Linked DNA regions of Sus scrofa: regions 1 and 3 are each linked to region 2. A link is a contact called in public Hi-C and HiChIP or PLAC-seq data. All regions are on one chromosome and are shown on one strand. The core of a region is the stretch at or near the end of the contact, and the rest is flanking DNA. Distances in the headings are between cores, read along the strand shown. Region 1 overlaps ZCCHC2 (zinc finger CCHC domain-containing protein 2). Region 2 has its middle 73 kb from the start of ZCCHC2. Region 3 holds the start of KIAA1468 (lisH domain and HEAT repeat-containing protein KIAA1468 homolog).

What was found. A called contact is a pair of places that touch in the nucleus more often than the background predicts. HiChIP or PLAC-seq counts read pairs in DNA pulled down with a chosen protein or histone mark.
Region 1: an H3K27ac HiChIP or PLAC-seq map of alveolar macrophages shows a contact between it and region 2. The contact joins two enhancer-like sites. A contact is called at or near these places in 19 of 47 Hi-C or Micro-C datasets (alveolar macrophages, blood, embryonic fibroblasts and 10 more) and 2 of 2 datasets of contacts at active chromatin or transcription factors (alveolar macrophages and skeletal muscle).
Region 3: a Hi-C map of retroperitoneal adipose tissue shows a contact between it and region 2, with 2.4 times the contacts expected there. The contact joins the promoter of KIAA1468 here to the enhancer-like site in region 2. A contact is called at or near these places in 1 of 5 promoter capture datasets (liver), 12 of 47 Hi-C or Micro-C datasets (alveolar macrophages, blood, embryonic fibroblasts and 8 more) and 2 of 2 datasets of contacts at active chromatin or transcription factors (alveolar macrophages and skeletal muscle).

Annotation. Positions count from the first base shown.
Region 1 is chr1:158,965,358-158,968,318 of Sscrofa11.1, reverse strand. It overlaps ZCCHC2 (zinc finger CCHC domain-containing protein 2), which reads left to right. Exons shown (of 14, transcript XM_021099630.1): 13 at 1-520; 14 at 1,439-2,961. The coding sequence ends at 1,506. Among named protein-coding and RNA genes, the nearest start is that of ZCCHC2, 55 kb to the left of the region's middle. Within about 2 kb of position 1,433, at least 6 of the 83 cell types and tissues checked have an H3K27ac peak or open chromatin away from gene starts, as enhancers often do. A contact at or near this core is called in alveolar macrophages, where this site is marked.
Region 2 is chr1:159,093,563-159,096,672 of Sscrofa11.1, reverse strand. No RefSeq gene overlaps it. Among named protein-coding and RNA genes, the nearest start is that of ZCCHC2, 73 kb to the right of the region's middle. Within about 2 kb of position 1,637, at least 17 of the 83 cell types and tissues checked have an H3K27ac peak or open chromatin away from gene starts, as enhancers often do. A contact at or near this core is called in alveolar macrophages, liver, omental adipose tissue and 1 more, where this site is marked.
Region 3 is chr1:159,316,154-159,319,301 of Sscrofa11.1, reverse strand. It overlaps KIAA1468 (lisH domain and HEAT repeat-containing protein KIAA1468 homolog), which reads left to right and starts at 1,627. Exons shown (of 29, transcript XM_005654481.3): 1 at 1,627-2,413. The coding sequence starts at 1,894. PIGN (GPI ethanolamine phosphate transferase 1) reads right to left here and starts at 1,568. Exons shown (of 28, transcript XM_021099782.1): 1 at 1,418-1,568.

The DNA of each region.
Region 1 (2,961 bases), core at 184-2,683, 130 kb after region 2:
AGCGACAGCACGTCATACATCAGTGCCGTGGGCAACACGAACGCTAACGGGACGATATTGCCACCACAGCAGGTGGGCTCAGGTCCTTGTGGTTCTTGTGGGCGAAGGTGCAGCTGTGGGACCAATGGAAACCTTCAGCTAAATAGTTACTATTACCCTAATCCGATGCCCGGACCAATGTACCGAGTCCCGTCATTCTTTACCCTGCCATCCATCTGCAATGGCAGCTACCTCAACCAAGCACATCAGAGCAATGGAAACCAACTTCCTTTTTTTCTGCCTCAGACTCCATATGCAAACGGACTGGTGCACGACCCAGTCATGGGGAGCCAAGCCAGCTATGGCATGCAGCAGATGGCAGGATTTGGGAGATTCTATCCCGTGTATCCACCTAGCGTAGTTGCCAACACAAGTGGTTCGGGGCCCAAGAAGAATGGGAACGTTTCATGTTACAACTGTGGTGTAAGCGGACACTATGCGCAGGAGTGTAAGCAGTCGTCCATGGAGGCCAGTCAACAAGGTAATCATGAGAGCTCCCAGAGGACTTGTTTTTGATGTGCCCATTTCTCCCTCCCTTACTGATCACGGTGAATCTGTTGTAGCAGAAAGAGCTGTTGTGTGTTCGTTTACGGATGTTGTGCTTTCAGTGACAAATCTTAAAATGCAAATGGTGAAACCTAGTGTAGACCCAGGTCACGAGGCACAGGGAAGTTCAAAGAAATTCAGTTTCCAATTAAGGAATAAACCGTAAAGGCACTTTTTAAGGAATATAGTGGGAATTTGCAAATCTCTTACTAGCAGCACTTTTTTTTTTAAAGCTACAATCTGATTTCATGGAATAAACCAAGTTTTTAAATACTGAAAAACTAGGAAGTGATATAGTCTGACGAAAGATTTTTAGTTATTTGAGTATATTTGTTCACAACCAGCTGGCCTCATGCGTTTTCCCCAGGCTACATTTTTCCTTCCCAGCAGACTTTTTTTAAAAAATGCTATTACATTTTAAGGAACAAAGTATTTAAGCACCGGTTGTGGGAGGAAGGAAATTTGAAATAAGTTTAATATTATTAGCACCAGAGTAAAGAAATTGTTCATAAATGAGTATGAGGAAGATATCAATTTCAGTGTAGACCTCAAACTGTTACCTTTCACTCCCCCATTATGCTTTGTCATTTTGCCAGATCTTACACAGGAAAAAAAAGTCTTAAATTGGGAGTGTGTGCTTGACATTTTTAAAGGAGAATTGAGTTGGGAAGCTTTCGGTTGAACTTAAAGCACAAACTTCCTATTCCTTTTTGAGTCACTTTATTGACCCTTGGGGAGTCGCAGTAGTGCAGTGGGAGCTGCCGGAGGAGCAGGCCCCTTTGATATCTTGTAGTGGTTTGTGATGCATTGCCTTGTACGCAGTGACTTAGCAGTTCTGTCTTTCCCGTTTTAGGCACTTACAGACTGAGATACGCACCTCCCCTCCCCCCTTCTAATGATACGTTGGATTCTGCAGACTGAAACAAGTAAAGCTTGCCTACTTAATACACTGAAGTGTGGGGAGTCATGGTTGGGGTGTGGAGGGGAGGAAAGGAAAGGTATTTTGCTTGTGTTTCTTTGTCTATACATTTCCTAGATTTCCATGCAGTTGGGATTTGTCATTTCTCTTGTCCCGACGTCCAAAACAAAAAAGAATGCATTGCTTTTGAGCCTCTGGTCTCCTGGTTCAACAACAGGCTTATCTGTATGATACATGTAATTTAAACATCCAGACAAACTATCAAAAGGAAATTGTTGATGCGTGCTTTTTTTTTTTTACACTGAATACTTGCTGTGTGCAATGTTTACTGAATCTTTAAAACTGTATTTGACCTTTTTTTTATAACACTGGTGACAGTCATATGGTTTTGAAAAAAAAAAAAACTTTGCTTCTTCCCCAGCTTTTATCACTTTTGCCCTGAACTCCACTTTTCTCCCCCACCCTCACTCTTTCCAGTGGCTGCAGGAGTGGTTGGCATTGCATTGTCCACACTTTGTAAACTACTCTGCATATAAACTGAGGGTAAATAAAATATTTTACCTTAATTGTAAGGGAGAAATAAAATTCCCCAAATAGTGTGTATATATGTAATAAACAGCACCACATAAATACATATATGCAGCGCTTGTCCAAATAAAACTAAAATAAGTGGAAGAGAAAGGAAGAAGTAAAACCATATGAAACAGAAAATATGATGTAGGAAGTGGACAAAGAGATTTTTCTTAAAAAACAGACTTTTTACTTCATCATACTTTTTTAGCCTGTTGCTTCAGAGAGACATAAAGTGAACAAACTAGTGTGAGTGTGGTTCTTCCGTGTGTTTGTGTTTGTAATGAAAGTCAACAGCCAATTACCTGTAGTCTGCCACTGTGTCACCGAAAAGAGACACTTGAGTCAAGATTCCTTTTCCTATACCACCTGTTACAGTGTTACGTTGTGTCTAAAATGTGTACGGCTTATTGCAATCTGAACAGAAGCTCTGCATTTCTCCAAAAGTCAGGTATTTATTTGTTCCCTAACCTGTCTCTCGTAGCAAAGTCACTTTTATAACAGTTTACCACTATGCTTGGTTATAATGTGAAAGACTGAATTTTGAGTGTGTTAAGATGGTATTAATCATGTCAGTGTCATGTCACTAAGTTTAATGCTGCTGTTTAAAACAAAAGGTTTTTTAAAGCCAATCTATGTACTAAATTGCTTCCAGGTAATTTTTGATTTCCTAAAGTGCACTGAGGTATCTGGAAGATGGGCTGTAGTTTGGGGGCTGCTTCGTTCAACAGCAGTGAGCAACTGCCACTGTAGGTCACAGGTTAAGGGGTGGGGCTGGGTTTGTGGCCCCACCCTCAAGACAGAACAGAAACGACAGATGGGTATTGTCTAGGGTCAAGTTGGTGCACAGCAGAGGAACTTAAATATTTGGTCTCAGTTCAGGAGCC
Region 2 (3,110 bases), core at 388-2,887:
TAAAAGACTGAAAGTTTCTACATATTTCAGGTTGACTCTCCATTTCAGTGGAAATGCACAGATGGTGTTAAATGAGTCATATTTATTTCCTTTACACCCACTAAAAATAAAGGGCGGTAAATTAGAGACAGCTATTTGGAAGGATGTTCCAAATAGATAATGGACAATTATTTTCTTTCTAAGGAAATGGCATGTCTTTAAAATATATTTCTCATCCTACTGATATAATAGTATTTAATATCATGATCTTGTCTTAGCCTCATATTACAGAGGTTTGGATGGATGAGAATGTGGGAATTCAGGGGAAAAAAACAACCAGCAGCACTGGGGCATCTCCATGCCCTTCTCTCCCTCACCCTTATAACTGGTGTTGGTCTTGTGGTTTTCTGCCTGCTGTTGACCCTTCCTATTTCTTATGGGTTGAATATGTCCTTAAAAAGATATGTTGAGGTCCTAACCCTTGGAAGCTGTGAATGTGACCTTATCTGGAAGTAGGATTTTTGCAAATGTGATCAAGATGGAGGTGAAGATGAGGTCACACTGGGGGAGGGTGAGCACCCAAGCTAATAGGACTGGTGTTCTCATTAGGAGAGTGGAAGAGACGCAGAGCCAAATGTCATGTGAAGACAATGGCATGCACACAGGGAAGATGGTGTGAGGACACAGAGTGAGCACCATGTGATGCTGAGAGAGAGACTGGGGTGATGTGTCTACAAGCTAAGGAATGCCAGGGATGGTCAGCAACACCAGAAGCTGGGAGAAAGGCACATATCTTCCCTTAGCGCCTTCAGAGAGAGCATGGCTCTGCTGACACCTTGATCTTGGACTTGGAGCCTCCAGAATTGGGAGAGAATAAATTTCTGTTGTTTCAAACCATGTTTGTGGTACTTAATTAAGGCAGTCCTAGGACTCAAACACACTACTTCTATCAAAGAGAAGCCCCAGAGTGGCTGGGTGGTAGGTGTTTATCTGAGCAGTTTTTAATCACCTGAAATTCTAACCTTTTAAAATCATAGCGAGCTACCTCTAAACAAGAGGGATGAGGGGATTGAAATCATTTGTGTTCTGACCACATTGAGCAAGAGGTGATGTGGAAAGAATCTAAACATTTAGGGTCTTTGCACAGATCTCTTCCTGCCTGGGTGAGGAAGAGATGGGGATTTTCCTCCCCTGGCGGCTGAGAGCCATCTTCAGAAGCTTGGGATGCCAGGCCACCTAGCTGCCTCTGTTTTCATGAGGATGATGTTCATTTAATCTGCCCATGCCTGACCTTTTATGGAGATTTTTCAGGACATTGGCTTGTTTTTTCCTTCCTTGCTACTTGCCCTGCTGTCAGGGACTCCACCCCAGTGTAACAGGTCCATTCTGCTTCTCTAGTCAAGGGTAAAGGGAACTCAGGCTATTAAGCGGCGAAATATCCTCGGTCAATTAACTGCCACACTATTTAAATCCGTAATATGTTAACTCGGCTTATTTGGACTTAGGAAATGCTCCATCATCCTGTTGACACAGCGCCTGAAAGAAAAAATCAAATGCCAAGAGCCTTACGCAAAAGGACTTCCTTGGCAGCATAATGTTTGTATTTGAAAACAATTCCGCTAGGTGGCGCTCCATTGAAGGTTGGGGCCAGGGTCCAGGCGCTTCCCTCAGTCACAGCAGGTAATGGGAGCAATCCCGGAATGAATGAGGTTGTCTAGAAGGCAGTCCTAAATTGCTCTGACAGATTTAGGAGATGATATATCCTTGATTTTCAGATTAGACCGAACCTCCGACTGCTTCCCTCATTAACAGCCTCCTCTGTGATCAAGGTTCTCCTACCTCCGTCCCTTGGGCTCGGTTGGGATCAACCCACAACCAAACCACAAAATCAAACGGACACAAGTGAAAGCAGTCCTTCAGGGCTCGACGTAGAGGGCCGCTCTCCATTACCGTTAGCATCCTGCCTGGCATAGAGGTGCTTGGCTGGCAGAAAAGGCATTGTCAGCGTCTCATCATGGTACCGGCAAAATGGAGAGGACACTTTGCTCCCACTAACACCCTCTGGATCACTCCGAGAGTGACCTGCTAAGAAGGATGGGATGGTTTGAGATGACAGGATTAAGTGCATTTCCAATTGGAACTGAGCCAACTTCTTGCATCAAGATCACTTATAAATATATTTAACCATGGGCATCAGAGGTAGTCAGGCTAAAAAGGGGGGGGGGAGGGCTAAAGAGTGAAGAAAAAACCCTCTAAGAATAGCTGTCTGGCTGCCACTACTCTACACTTTGAAAGAGGCATGCCCTTTGTAGTGGCTGTGGAAGAGTTTGCTTTTCCTAAATGACAAAGGTTCTGTTGGACACCAGCCTTTTGACATCCTCCTGATCCTCAATTTCCTCTGCTGTAAGGTGGAAAAAGTAGTTCTTTCCTGGTGGTGCTGCGATGAGGCTTACAAGTAAAATATGAACGGCCCTAGCAGGTCCTCAAGAAATAACTCGTTCCTTCTTATCCTACAGCTCTTCTAAGAAGTTTGGAGGAGGGCTTTATAAACACAAGAGGTTGACAGAATTATTACAGACCAATCACCAAAGCTAAGCTGCTGAAACTTTGGTACAGATTTTTTTTTTTTTTTTGGTCTTTTTTTGTAGGGCCATACCTGTGGCATATGGAGGTTCCCAGGCTAGGGGTCGAATAGATCTGAGCCTCATCTGTGACCTACACCACAGCTCACTTCATGGCAACACTAGATCCTTAACCTGAGGCCAGGGATTGAAACTGCATCCTCATGGATACTGGTCAGATTCATTTCCGCTGAGCCATGAGGGGCACTCCTGGTACAGATTTTTTTTCCTGTACGTATAGCTAGAGCAAATCCCCTCATCCCCACCTTCAGTTTGGAGGTTGGTTATTGCCTTATGAACAGTGGGGAAGGACACATGAGGCTCCCTGCTGCCTTCCAATTTGCTGGCCGAATGACTCTAGGAAAGGAACCAAAAACAGAGCCAGGTGTGCTGACTTCCCTAGAATAATCTGGGCACTAGAGCCTCCTGACAGATGCACATTCTGCATTATCCCAGGGATACTGTGAGATAGACAAATCTGATAAGAATGCCTTCAATTTCTTCTTCTGT
Region 3 (3,148 bases), core at 378-2,877, 220 kb before region 2:
TAACTTGACTGCTTTTTCTGGCTGTAGTTACTAAACACTTGACATTGGGTTTGCTTTGCTTTATTTTTAAAAACCTGTCAAATATTCACAATATATACTAATATTACATTAATTGATAACTGACTATAACGACAGATTTATTGTATACTAGGCACCAGGTACTGTGACAAGCATATTCCTAATTCTGTGAACTTTCAGAGTATCCCCTTGACAGATGAAGCTGAGAGAATTAAGGAACTCTAATTTTAAAGTCTCACAGCAAATAATTGCCAAAACTGGGATATGAGCTTTAGGCTCTTCAGCTCAATAAGCATAATCCTTGAAGGGAGGACTCTAAGTGCAGGGACCTTAAATACAAAAGATTTCTAAAATGCCGCATTACAGACATGGAAATGCTGTATATAGCCAATCCATTTCTAATCATGCCCTTTCCATGACATTCCCTAATCCCTACCATTCCTCCATTACATTGGTTCCATTTTCAATCTCTCTGACAAACTTAGTTACAATGAGGATCAGCAATCTTTTTTGCTAAGAAATATGTAACAGGACAGCGCGTAGCCTATTTTGACATAATTTCCCTAAGATCTGGGATTTTTTTCCCCATGCTTTTCTTCAATATATGGCAGACACACAACAATTTAGAATTCAAACATTAGGAGCTAATATTCTATTCAAAAAATACTTCAAATTCTTACTACTAACAACATCAAAACACTTCTACCAAAAACAAAACAAAAAACCCAAAACTTCACTCCAATGAAATTTTAGTTTACCGAGTCTGGTAAACTGAAATTAAGCCTACATTTAAATGTTGGCATACATTTACATGAACCAATAACGTGCCCTAAGGATATGAAAGAATACTCTATTTGTATTTTTTCACAGAGCTAAAGGAGATACTTTACTGCTTCAATGGAATATAACTTTACCCAACCAAACCTTTGAGTTCTGTCTTCTATTTACTCCCTCCACCTCCCATACCCTCACCCTACCGCATACCGCTCTACCTCTAACTCGGTGGTAAGTAGGCGGTCCCCAGGCCTAAGGTGAGAAAGCAAGGAACAGAAGCCACATTCAGACTGCTGCCCCTGCCCTGGGCACTTGCTACACTTGCGGAGAACATGTCATTAGCAGCACACAGTAAGAAAAAGCGAAGTATCCTAAGGAAAAGTGAAGCAGCGCGTCAGAGGCCGTGAGGCCAGCTTCAGAACCACCACACCTCTCCTCTCTAGTCCCCTGACTTTACCTGGGCTTATCCAGGTGAGGCCTGATCTCAGGAATGAGGTCTTCTCAGCGCGAAGGCCGATCCAGCTCTGTAGCAGAGTTCCCCTAGGTCCCCGAAAGGAAAGCCAAGAGAACGTTCCTAGGCCACCGTCATAACTGCCCCTTATCGTGGAACGCCCCCGATACTTACCTGACCAGAGCTGCTCTCGCGATAATTCTTGGGCCCGTACTCCGTAACTCCAGTCCCCGCCCCCCTCCATCGGCCAATAAAATAGGAGTGGGGGAGGGGCTTTGCCTCTGAGCTGGGAGCGGGGCTCCCAATCTTTGCTGGCTGGGGTTGAGAACGGGCGGGGCGGGGAGGGGCGGGGCTGGGGCAGAAAGAGGGGCAGGGCCCGCGCCATTTCTCGCGAGACTGGGGACCAGGAAGACGCCTGCAGAGCCCGGCTGCTGGTGCAGCTGCTGCTAAGGCAGCGGCTGCTGCTGTTGCTACTGCGCTGCATCCGGACCATTTGCCTCCGAGCCTGGGCCTTGTCTCCAGGTGAGGAGGCGGGACCTAGTGAGGCCGGGGCTGTGGAGGTGCACAGTGCCTGCTCAAGCTTAGCTGGAATTCAGGCTGCGGCCTGTCTGATCCAGACAGGGAGGCGCCCACACTCCTGACAGTGTAAGATGGCGGCGATGGCGCCTGGAGGTGGTGGCGGCGGCGTGAATCCATTCCTCAGCGATTCAGACGAGGACGACGACGAGGTTTCAGCGACCGACGAGCGGCGGGCAGGACTTAGGCTCAGTTCTGGGAGCGGCCTAGATCCTGGCTCTGCAGACTCGCTATCGCCCCAGGATCCCGTGGCCTTAGGAAGCAGTGCAAGACCAGGGCTCCCTGGGGAGGGGTCAGCGACTGCAGTGACACTAGGGAGCACCGGGGAGACCCCCGCCAGATTGTCAATTGATGCGATCGCGGCTCAGCTGTTGCGCGATCAATACTTGCTGACAGCCCTGGAGCTGCACACGGAGCTGTTGGAGAGCGGCCGCGAGCTGCCCCGGCTGCGCGACTACTTCTCCAATCCTGGTAACTTCGAGAGGCAGAGTGGGACCCCGCCTGGGATGGGGGCGCCGGGAATCCCTGGAGCAGCTGGCATTGGAGGCGCAGGAGGTCGGGAGCCGAGTACGACATCGGGTGGGGGACAGCTCAGTAAGTGAAAGCAGCCTGCCTCTTGTCTGGGCAGTTGGGATTGTAAGAGGTTCTTGTGGAGGAGGGGGTACCTCTGGGCGGGTACTGAGTATTAGGGACGTTTCAGAGAGAGACGGTTCGGGTTGGGGGTAGTCTTTCGTGGTGGAAGCAAAAGGATATGGCAGTGACTGTTCTCTGCCCGCCTCCAACTCTTGGCTGGACTTGCACCTGCTCCTGGCTCCGCTCTTGGTGTGTATCTATTAATTATCCAGAGTTTCCAGTTCACTGGCTTTACGTGACTCCAGAAAGACTTCTTTGCAACCTGGTTTATCGCTTTAATCATTTTTCCATTTTCGACAATCTCCTGAATCACCACTACCAGGAAAAAGTGTTCCTTTAATTGTTCGCAGTAATTATTTGACTCAGAATCAAGAGGGAAAAGAATAGGAAATGTTGCTAGCCCTTAAAGTCAGATCCACTTGAAGACCTTTTGTCTTTAGGATGACTTACTTAAAAGTTAGGTTTTTTGCTGGTAAAATTTTTTCTGTTTAAATAAACTCAATTTAATTCCATTTCAGTTCCGTAATTTCAGTAGGTTTCCAGAATTTTAGGAAGCCTAGGGTGGAGGGCGGGCAAATTCTATCTACCTGCAGTGTATCTGCAGCTCACCAGCTCACAGGCCTTCTTCTCTACATTAAGTTAGGAATTAACTTTTTTTCCCTTGTTATAGTCATTTTTAGCAGTGTACAGTAATCA